Linked DNA regions of Mus musculus: region 2 is linked to region 1. The links are chromatin contacts, called in public Micro-C maps. All regions are on one chromosome and are shown on one strand. Each heading gives the region's core, a stretch centred on a gene start, on an enhancer-like site or on the middle of the called end of the contact. The rest is flanking DNA. Distances are from core to core; before and after follow the strand shown.

Region 1 (5,774 bases), core at 1,607-4,106:
TCCTATGTTGCAATAAAAATTATTTACTTACAGAGTAACCATTGATGAAAGGGAGAGATATTAAGTTCTAATATGAGAACCATAGGGGCACACTCTAACTAGGAACCCTAACCCAACGGTACTGACACTAAAGGCATATTCTATTGATGAAATCCCACCCACCCCTCTGTGGAAGCTCAGCTCCACAGAAAGGCAAGATGTTGCCTTCTCTGACCAGCATGGCAGTCAGGGGCCTAACACTTCCTCTGCAGCAAAGATCAGATTCAGGAAACGACTGCAAAGCAGGACAGGACCATTTCCCTCAGAGCTCAGAGCAGGCAAACACCACCTCGCGTTACACACCCTCTAGAATAACACATCCATGCACAGGAGAGTAACCTTTGCCTTACGTTTTTAAAGACTAGGCTCCATTAAGCTATGAATGAGATTGTGTTTTGCTTCACCTTTAAAACAAAAAGGCTTTTCAGCAAAGGAAGAGAATGGCAGTGAACAGTGACCCAGTATCTGGGTTCGGAGTGGTAAGGAGCAGGTCCGTCCCTAGTAGAACTCCTCCACACCTGGAGACGGGGCTTCCCCGATGACGTTCCAGTTCTTTCCTGCTTCCAGAGCTGCACACAACCTCAGGATGAGCTGAATGGAGTCAGATGGTTACTGTGTGTGTTATCGAAGCCCCGGCTGGGTTCTCAAGTCTCGTTATTACCAGTGGAAAGGAATGGTACCTAACGCTAAAGGAATTATCCTTAACATTAACAATTACCACTTATTAAGCATTTTCTATATATGCTCTACAAATTCATTTATCCTTACTTTTCCCCTGAGAAATTTTGTCTCATTTTTGGCAAGGACGGATTCAGAAAACTAGCTTGCTCAATTTCCTAGGTAGCAGAAGAGGGATTCAAATCTTAGCCTTTCCCTCCCCAAAGCCAAGGCTCCTAAAGGAATGTTGGTAGAATCAGTCTTTTGGTCTAGATTAGAAATGAGACAAGTACCTAAATAAATAAATAAATAAATAAATAAATAAATAAATAAATAAGGTGGGTGACATCAGGGCAGTCCTATGCCATTCACTGGTAGCACAGATTGGTTCTGTGAAACTGGAAAGTTGCCAGAATCAAGTGAATAATATACTTGGCTCTACCTTTCCAATAGGGAGATCACAGACAATTCTAGTGAGAAAACCAAATATATATGTAGTTAGAAGCACTTCCTAAAATGACTGTTTCCTGTCTCCCTAAATTAGTTCCCAACAGAACTCATTTGATGATGCTAAGTCTATGGTGACAGAGATGATGCTCAGGGGTGAATGTCATCCTGCACCTTAATTTAAGCAAACTTGAGGAATGCAGTCTTCACCTTTTCCCTATGCCTTTTGCAATAGTACTGAGGCTGTGAACTCGGTAATGAGACTCATGTATAGCAGAGGAGGACTGCCTGGTCTGGCCTCAGTGGAAGAAGATGTGCGAGAGACTTGAGATTCCTGGGAGTGGGAAGACCTGGTGTGCGTGACATCCTCTTGGAGACAGGAGGGAGAAATGGGATGAGGAACTGTGGGAGGGGGGACCCAGAGGGAAGGGAGTGGCTGGATTGTAAAAAAAGATAAAAGTAATGTTTTTAAAAAACAAGAAATTACAGAAGCCACACAATTAAGGTTAGCTTAGGATAAGGATCTTTAAAGCTAAATGGTTACGCAAAAAGTATTTTACGGTTTATCAATAAAGTCGTTTCTTGTTAAATATATCTTAAAATTTAACCTGTTCCAAATGAATAAAAGGGTTGTAACTCCACACATTATGTAAGAAATGGGTCACATCGTAAGTATTTTTGGACATTTTCTCTTTGTAAAATCACTGAGTTGGGCCCAATGAGATTTAAATTATGTGGGTCTGGATTAAATTTTAATCTCAGCTTACCCCACACAGAAAATTTGGCACATCTAGTAAACAGTGATTTTCAAGTTTTTAACAACTGCCTCCGCAGTAAAACCCGTGGGAGAACTTTAAAGACTTGCAGACCACTGATCAAACCATGGCCTCAAATAAGCTTCACCAAGGAGTTCTCCAGGGAAAAAAGTTAATGCATGCATGCTCCTTAGGGGAACCACATTCTCCCATGCTGGGAGCCTGGGGAGGCCTGGGAAGGAGGGGTTCTGAGAAGGCCTGGGAGCGCAAAGCCTGGAGCAAGCGCAGAGCGCGGGCACCTCCGCAGCCTCCAGAGCGAACCTCGCTCCAGCCAGCACATCCCAGGACAGTGGGGCACACCACACCGCAAGGTCACCGCACCGAGGCGACTTTACATAATCTCCCGCCGCGCCGCCAAGCACCTGCGCGGCACCCTCCGTGCAGAGCCTGAGAGCTGCCGTGCAGGGACTAACTGCCTGGGAACCCGGTGGGCGGCGAACCGAGACAGCGGGGACAGAGAGCAGAGATGCCAGGGGAAGGGAACTGAGGTCTGAGTGCTAGAGTGGCAGGGACCACAGGGACTCGGAGTGGGAAGAGGAAGCAGGGATGCAGCGGCCAGGGAGGAGACTCGCGGAGCGAGCACCGATCGGAGACAGGGAGCCGGGTTATGGAGCCAGGCTGCCGCGCAGCGCCCCGCGGGGACCAGATCAGAACAGGGAGGGGTTGCAGGGGAGGACGCCGTCTGTCTGTCGGTCTGCGGGGCGGCCCATGGCGCACCTGCACGCGCCCTACCTGAGTGGCTTTGTGGAACTGCTTCTTCAGCCCTGCCACCGACATGATGGGATGCGGGAGGCTGCGCGGCCGGCAGATGCAGATGCAGATGCGGAGAGGCGGCTGGGGTCGCCGGGCCGCCGCTGGTCGTGCGACCGCGGGAGCTGCTGGCGCGGGGGCGCGGCGCGGGACGCGGGCTTGTGCGGAGAGACACCCTGACGTCAGGGCGGGTGATGCGGCCTCTTAAAGGGGACGCGGGAAGCCCCGCCCAGGGCGCAAGCCGAGGCAGGTGAGCGCGAGGAACCCCCGCACTGTGCGGGGGCGAAAGTCCCTCCACGGTCCGAAGCCTGGGCTGTCTTCAGCTGTGGGAGTCGTTCGTTCGTGGCCCTGGCAAAGGGATCACCGCCTTTGGGCAGTCTAGACTCAGGTGACCCAGCTCCCAGGTAGCCGCAGTGGTGCTGCCTGCGCACTGCCCTTGCCCTTTGAGCCTGGCCTCCCTGTGGTTGAAAAGCAGGGTGGCGGCTTATCTGGATCATGAATAAGTTATTGCTCATTTCATGCCCTGCCTTCCCGCATGATTGGCCACCGAAAACATTTCTCTGCCTCGATTTTAATATCCCTTAAGCTTGTTTCACCTTAGGGAAATCTATCAACTTTTTTTTTCCTGTTCTAGTACAACTTAACTACTTAAGATGAAGAGAGGTCCCTACAGTTTGACTGGGATACTGGAATGGAATTGATATGAGCTATAGCATATATTGATATGAGTAATAACATTTAATCTTCTATTTTCAAAAGAAAAAAAAAACGAATGCGAACTTGGCATTCACACAATTATCATGGACATTTTTTTCTTTCTTTTTTTTTTTCGTTCTAACATTTTTATATAATGAGGAAAGGAAAGGCAGTAAGTTATACAAACACCACATAGGGACAAAGGGTGGATGGGACTGGGTGAAGGGCCCAGAGCAGCACCAGAAATCTGTGCTCTTATGAGCAGCCACTTCAAGTTTGTCTTGTATGGAAGAGCTTGTGGGAGAGTCTCAGATGCAGGCCACACCTGCATGTGTGGATCAAAGTGATGAGCCGCCAAGAGGAGAGTAATTACGGAGAATGTGGAAAGAATCAACAGGACCTGGATTGGGTTCCTAGAAATACAGTTCCCCTCCCGCCCCCCCCCCCTCTACTGCCTGGTGTAAAGGAAGCCAGTAGACTTCTGCAGCTTGAGTAAAGATGAACGGAAGAGCAGGTGCAAGGGGATTCTAGACACGGGCTGGGTACCACTCACCCTTGCTACTGTGAATCACAGCACAACAGAATATCGGAGCAGTGAGCAGTGAGCATACCCTTCCAGTCTGCAAAGCAAAGCAAAAGGAAGGAAGGGGTCTGTAGTCTTGTGGTCCTTGCTGCTGCCCAGACCTTCCAATCTGTGGTACTTTCTAATTTCTAAACTACCGTGGAGGCATTGGGATAAACATTGGTTAGAGGATTTAGGCAGGAGGGACATGCTAATTCTTAATAATTCACCTTTTGGTATCAGGGCCACAGGGTTCGCTTCTCTCTGCCACAAATCTATGATGTGGTCTGAAATTTGCAACTTTGGTCTCAACACATGAAAGAAGTGAAATGGGGACCTGAAGAGGCTCCTCGGAAACTTTGAGCACTTGCCTTAACCTTAAAATCTTAAAGCAAAGCTAGTCCCCGCCTTTCCTTGTCTCTTTGACTACTTACCTTCATAGCGTATGCTGCTAAAGATCAGAGGAACCACGTTGGGTTCTGCATAGAAAACTTCAAAGCGCTTTGAACCTATTGCTCTCACCTAGGTCTCATCTAAGTCAGGGATTCTATTTAAGCCTCAACTGTTAGCTATGAAAACCTTTGGGGTGTTGCCCCAGAAGAGAGGTGTTGAGCAGCTACTTTTGGAAGGCATCAGAGAAAGGGGTGTGAGGGGATGGTGCAGGAAGATGCCCACACATGTAAATTGGCCCTTGAACCCCAAGGTCAGCCAGTCTCAACCCCCCTAATGCTGCAATCCTTTAATACAGTTCCTCGTGTTGTGGTGCCCCTAACCATAAAATTCTTTTCTTTGCTGCTTCATAACTGTAATTTTGCTACTGAGATGAATCATTATATAAATATCTGTGTTCTCTGATGGTCATAGGCAACCCCTGTGAAAGGGCCATTTGATCCCAAAAGGGGTGGCAACCTACAGGTTGAGAAGCACTGCCCAAGTATTTCCAGGCCAATGATTCAAAGCCACTGTTTTATGTGCATATATTCTAACTTGAATGTAGAAGGAAAGTGTGCTTGGTGCTCAACGGCTCTCACATGGGAATTCTTCCACTGCAAAGGATCTGTAACTAAGTCTCAAAGCACAGCGTAGGCGGCTGTGGTTAGAATCAGAGGTCAGTAAGGAAGGCCTTTGACGAACTCAACATTTTACCCTTTCGTCTCCCGAGATAAAAATCACTGGGAAAATGGTAAATAAACCCGGATCAGCTCAAGAAAGGCCCAATTATGCGAATCCCCTACACAGCACCACCTCACTAATTGGGCAGTAAATTCATGGTCAGCAATAATTTCCTCACATCATTTATGCACTACTTCTCTCTGCATTATGGCAAAGCTTCCAGGAAATACCAGTCTGCTAGTGTGCACAGGGCTGATGCATCCCTAGTTACCTTTCATGGTGATATAGATCCCAGGAGAGAGGCAGATGGAAAGCTCCCACTTCCATCTTTCTCCCCACTGACCGTGTTCACAGTCTCTGGCCAGCACAAGGGTAAACTGCTCCAGAATTCATGTGCAGCTCAGTGAGCATGTGAATCACAACAAGGCCAAGGCGTTCAGTCCTAGCTTCAGATCTTACAGCTGAGAAATTCGAGGTGACACAGGGCAGTGAGTCACTCTTTTTCTACTACGGCCTCTAGCTAAACGCAGGACAGCTGTGTCGGTGCTAAGTGTAGACAGAGATGACCGAGTGAATGCATAGCCCTGTCACTGGTACCACTTAAGTCACAGGCTTAACACCCTTAGCCACATAGCCCTGTGAGTGGTGTGCTTGTGGATGCGATCTAGGAGCACGAGTGCTTGCCCGGAGTGGCA
Region 2 (5,774 bases), core at 2,344-4,843, 140 kb before region 1:
TACTTACAGAGTCTAACTGATACCACGTATTTTGAGAAATGAGGATGGAATTAGGCTCTGGTTGCTGACGAATCCATTTTAATTTTGTTAATCTTCTTAAGCACCTCTTTGCTGTGTATAAATTTGGAAATACACCCTAAACATACCTGCACATCTTAGAGGGTTAAAGAAGAAGTTAAGATTTCTATTTTATGTACATGATAGCCATACAATTTTCTTATTTCAATGCTCTCTAAGTTTTGTTTTGTTTCTTTTAATGTAACCTCTCTTACTGACACAGGCACTGTCAATGGATCCTTTGTGTGTGTCAACAGCCCTAGAGAGCAGGAACAGAGGGAAAAGACCCCAAGGGCCCAAAAGTATAGAAGATTTACCAAGAGAATGTGAGGATTCCTGAACTAACAAGGTTTGAGCTTTATTGAACATGCCCTGCTTAATCAATGAATGATGTTGTTAATTCCAGTCTTGAGGCACCAGATACCAGAACTCTAAAAAGCAGGAATTGGTGAACTGATATAATGGCATTACGTTTTCATACACTTCTAAAGAGTACCATTCTCCCCTATAGAAAATGAGTCAGTAGTTTGTGAACTAAAGAACATGAAAACTATGAATTCTTTAACATAGCAATGGAAGTATGAGGGACATTATTTCATATTGTCAGATGTCCGATGTCAGAGGTAGAACACCTTACATGCTGTACAGACAGCCTGAAAGTTTGGCAATCAATAATAATGGCATGAATTAAATCATCACTTGGATATGGAATAATCTGCTGTGGTTATGTGAAAGAAGTTAAAAGGCCATATAAAACACCAACATCTTTTCAAGTTTTTAATTTTAATATTACTGGAGTTAAGAATATACACACTCTTGAAGTGCTGAATAAACAAGTCACAGGGATGTGATGAAAGCTGCACCCTGGGAAGACCTGTCTGGCAGAGAGACACGGGCTGATCCAAGAGTGGTATTTTTAATTACTCCCTACTAACTCCGGGGGAGTTAACATCCATCTCCAAACTCCCCGCTTTAAAGCAGAAATCTTGTGTTCATAAAGGCTAAGAGAGAATTAGTATTTTGAAGATGAAGCTTGATTTAGGCTCTGATTACTCTAATGTTAATTTTGCTAATCATCTTAGGCATTACCCCACACCAAGTATAGCTTGGGAATACACTCTACACAGATAGCTGAAAGGAAGCTTGTCTCCATGGAAGTCCCAGAAGAGCAGAAGGATGTCTTTGAAGCTTGTGCTGTTTGTGACTCCAGCTCCCCATCTAGCTTACATCAGTAAGAGAGTGTCTTGGGCCAGTGACTATGTTTCCTTCACTGCTGCTCCATGAAGGAGAGACCCCAGTATCATGGTAAACCCTAAGTCTCCTCAGAGAAGGAATTCTGAGCACACTGGCTGCAATTTCCCTCTCTTCTCCCCCATGTGAGACATATCCTGGACAAAACTTACTCAAAAACAAAACTCAAGCAATGAGTAAGTGGTACACCTCCCATGACAGCAGGGAACTGTAGGCTCAGCCTCTGCTTCAGTGTGAGCAGGTCTGTGGCAAAAAACATACAAACAAACAAAATCCAAACCACCACCAACAACAAAACAGCAGCTTTGGTAAACAGAAGTTTTGTCGTGTGATTCAGGTCGTTTCTACTCAGGAATCCTACTTCTCTCACAAGGGATTCGATGATACCAAATTTGTCTCCCTGAAGAAACTAAGACATGATGGACATGGACATGAGGGACACCATCTACCAGCATTGTCGACATTGCACTCAGCCACCAATCTCTACCCTCATATTCAATTAGAATGGCAACTTTTCTTTCTCAACATCTTGCCTTTCTTAAGACTTGAGGCTTCCCCTTAGGAATTCTATTTTTACCTAAATCACCTTTCCCCCCATTTCTAGCCCTAAACCCTTCTGTGACCTTAACAAAGAATTTCCCCAAGATGCTCTTCAGGTTGCAGAAAGACTTTATCCCTCTTGACTGTGAGTTTTGCATGATATTCATATACAGTGCCAAAGAATATTTGAAGATTCAGCTCAGTATTCTCTCCTCTAGAAGTTTCCACTGCTCTAAGAAGCCCATGTTTGGCTTCTCTCTGGTGTTTTTCAAGGAAATCCTCCCAGGGCACTAAGCACTGTGTCTGATTTGGAATCTATTTATATTCCTGTTTTCCAAACTCAAATTGAAAGCTCTTAGAGGGATTGGTCCTCATGTACAATCCTGTTTCTAGTTCCCAGTACAATGCCTGGCAGACATGGTATTCATTTATCTTCCAAGTGAATTAATGAACATAATAACTACATATCAACCCATTGAAGCCCTCCCCCAGTTAGCATAACTGTAGCAATGGATGTAAATTTAAGAAGCAACCAGAAGTTCCTCAGATTCCAGAATCTTCTATAAACAGCAACAACAGAAATCTGCAGCATTATAATAAAAACAGTGTCCAGTGTCTGGATCACAGAAAGAAATTTAACCTATACTTAATGAAATTGGTAAACAATGGTGACATTTATGGTTAAAATGAAAGCAACCGCACAGCAGGTACTTAGGAGAAAGAGAACTGTCATCTAGAGTAACTACTGGGTCTGTGAAGACGACTCAACCAGGGGCCTCAGGGCATCGGCTAGAGAAGGATATTCTGTGAAAGCAGGAATGGTCTGGGATCGAATCTCAGTGGAAGAGCAGGTTAGGCTGAGACTAGAGAGAACTTCTAGGAACGGCCACCTCCCTCCCAGGAGTGCTGTCTGCTACAGACCTCTAATTTATTTCCTATTGTTGTCTAATTGCACCTCAGAGAGTAAAACTAAATAAAGCTTTCTCCACATCAAACACTTGGTGAACAGAAAACCAACCATGAAAAGGTGATGCGGTGAATCTTCTGTAGGTTTAGAGACACTGAGTTAAAATATTTTTTATGAGTACTTGAATTATTAGCATGAATATTAACGGCTTGATATTCGAAATCCACAGCAAATGCTCTTCAATGACTGTAGAAAAAGCCTATCTTCCAATATGCTCAGCACAATTTGTGTACGAACTTTAGGAAAATCACAGATAAGATAAAAAGACATCCTTTATATTATGCAATATGCAATAAAAATCAAACAAATTTCTACACTGCACTGAAATCTAAACATCTCAAGTTACTTAGAGAAAAACCCAAATGCAGGAACACACATAGGTTCTTCAAGCAGAAGTTTGCTTTATAACAGGAATACTGAGGTTTGAAATAAATACTTCAGTGACTTTTGATGAAATAAGGACCAGAACTCTTTACACTTCATCTTCAGACTCGGAGGACGTCTGTGATATTAGCCTAAAGTAAGATACTTGGCAAGATCCTCTCATTTAAATTAGTCTGTAAGACTGGCATGGATTTCACAGCAAAGTGAGTCTCCGAAGGTCTAATTAGCCGCTCCAGCCTCCTTCGGTTTTCAGTCTCATTTAAGACACAAAGAGCTAGCTTGTCTCTACCGTGAGATACCTAGTTTAGCAGCTTTACTTTGGGCCCATGTGAACTACAGGAATAACTCCTGACACCTGCACACATCAAGTTGCTAACTGCTGGCCTCAGCTTCTGTGATGATGTGGCTCTTAGCCATGCAGCACACTGCAAGACCTCTCAAGGAAAATGAACGAAGGGGAGAAGCTAAGGAGAGCTAAGCAAGTTCCAGAGGCTGGAGCACGTTAACAGATCTCTGGGATCCTCAGGAGAAAGTGAGGCTTTGCTCCTGAGGATGTGTCTCTGTCTGCAGATGTGGACCTGACAAGGGAGGGTAGGCTCCTGTTTCTATCACCAGGAAAGGGTGTTGTTTACCAGCTGTGGTTGAAGATCAGGGGGTATTTACAACCCTCTGCAGATAGGAAACAGAAAGTAGCTGTGAGGTACTGGGTATGGACTTATGACATTCTCTTCAAGCACGGGACCAAGCCCCTCAATACCAATTCACGGTCTTCTCTCTGCATTTCAACACTCACTTATCTGCCTAAGTCTAAACACTTACTTCTTGATAAGAACCTCAAAGTGAAAGAGAAAACATCTTTAATGTCTCAAAAGAAAAAAGATATTTAACCCACAAACTCCAGCTTACTTGCTCAGAACCTATAATGTTTCAGGCAGAATGCGAAATAATTTACTTTGATCCATAATAAGAAATATTCAGTAAGCATTAGGGTTCTCATTCTACTGTCATTTGAAAATAGACAATTCAACAAACACTGGTCTTTTACAGTGAGTGGTAGACATAGAGTGAAGGAAGGCCAAGTCGCCTGGACTCCCAAACTGCTCTCTCTTCAGTATTCTGACCTGCCCCTAGCAGGATGCATCCTACTTGGGAAGTCCACTGCAGTCAGAGAGAGATTCAAAGTCTCTTACAAGATTTGAGACATCGTTCTCCATTTTGTCCTCTCTCATTTCCACCCCACCCAAATTCAACTGCAGCTCTGTACCATACTGATTCGGGAAAGTGATAGCAAAAGCTATGAGGAAAAGTGCAGACCGCATGCTTCTTCACAGAGGCTCTGGAGGGACACAGAGAAGATGGTGTGCTTTCCATTTCTATTTCAAATTACAAAGGGAGGGAGCATGTTTTTCAATGAAACGGATCATTTTGAGACTTGAGTACAGAACGGCTCCACCGTCTTACAGAGGACACCTCCATGCCAAAGGAAGGCCAAGAAGGGAAAACTCACCCTCTCCATCTCTTTGAAGTCATCATCGAGCTTGGTGCCTTCCGCTCCTCCCACCTTCTCACTCACTTTCTGTAGGAGATAAGAACAACAGGGGATCATTAGAAACTGTTTCTTTCCTTCACAAAAAAAAAGGGTTAAAAGTTTTGAGTACTTTTAGAAACAGCACCTAACATGACCTCAGAACCGTTCCCTGACCGTGGTCGGCAGCTCCATTGTCATAGTGTCACAGTATAGTTTGTCTAAGCAACATCCCAAAGGTCACGAGCCAGGTGGCTACTGAATCGGGCACTCAAACCTGCATCTTCTCATTTCAGCCCCAGTGCTCTTTCCGTTACACAAGTCACTTTACAGCGAGCTAGTTGATAACATTTTCCTTTGTAAGTCCTAAGGAACAGCCACATCACACAATAATCATTTCCCTCTGATAATGGATCTAAAATGCTCCTAGGTAGAAAATTGCTACTTGTTCAACCTGTTCCTCAATGGGCTATTGAACAGATAATCACAAGCATCCATTTAACTATTAGAGAAGAAATGAGCCCAGCTGATTCCAGATAAAAGGACTTGCTTTGTCGTCTCCCTGTTTATATCCTCACAGGCCGGCAAGAAGCTACATCAAACTACGTTGAGGGGATTTCCTTGACATTCAATCATTTTCCATTACTATACCGATTTAACTGTCAATTAGAATATGCAGATTATCAAATTTCAATACAAACTTCACGTTAATTAAAAACAGATATACTATCCTTTTCAGAAATAATGATTCAAATCAAGAATAATAAAAATGTATGACAGAATCATAGGAAAAAAAAACCACTGATTTTATTAGACAGGAATATTGATTCTTTTTTCACCCTAACAGTGGCGGTGTACATATATTTTTCCTCTAAGACGTCACTGTGCTATATAGCTTCCATAAGCACGGATACTGAAGCATGGTTTTTAACCTCCTTCAAGAGTTACTTGGCAGAGAGTATTTACAGGGGGCCTCACTGTATTCTGTTTGCAGCCATCTTGAGAGCAATGTGGGTTTTCTCAGTGAGGTTGGCTGGGGTTTCTTGCAGG

Evidence for each region. Hi-C and Micro-C count contacts between places; a contact is called where the count stands out from the background.
Region 2: a Micro-C map of embryonic stem cells shows a contact between it and region 1, with 4 times the contacts expected there. The contact joins the enhancer-like site here to the promoter of Sh3gl2 in region 1. A contact is called at or near these places in 1 of 39 promoter capture datasets (hippocampal neurons), 6 of 484 Hi-C or Micro-C datasets (cerebellar granule neurons, cerebral cortex, cortical neurons and 2 more), 12 of 115 datasets of contacts at active chromatin or transcription factors (SST interneurons, embryonic forebrain, embryonic limb bud and 5 more) and 2 of 9 other capture datasets (embryonic stem cells and pancreatic islet).

What each region holds. Positions count from the first base shown.
Region 1 is chr4:85,202,538-85,208,311 of GRCm38.p6, reverse strand. It overlaps Sh3gl2 (SH3-domain GRB2-like 2), which reads right to left and starts at 2,856. Exons shown (of 9, transcript NM_019535.2): 1 at 2,691-2,856. The coding sequence starts at 2,735.
Region 2 is chr4:85,346,125-85,351,898 of GRCm38.p6, reverse strand. It overlaps Sh3gl2 (SH3-domain GRB2-like 2), which reads right to left. Exons shown (of 9, transcript NM_019535.2): 2 at 4,707-4,775. Among named protein-coding and RNA genes, the nearest start is that of Sh3gl2, 140 kb to the right of the region's middle. Within about 2 kb of position 3,593, at least 7 of the 459 cell types and tissues checked have an H3K27ac peak or open chromatin away from gene starts, as enhancers often do. A contact at or near this core is called in embryonic stem cells, where this site is marked.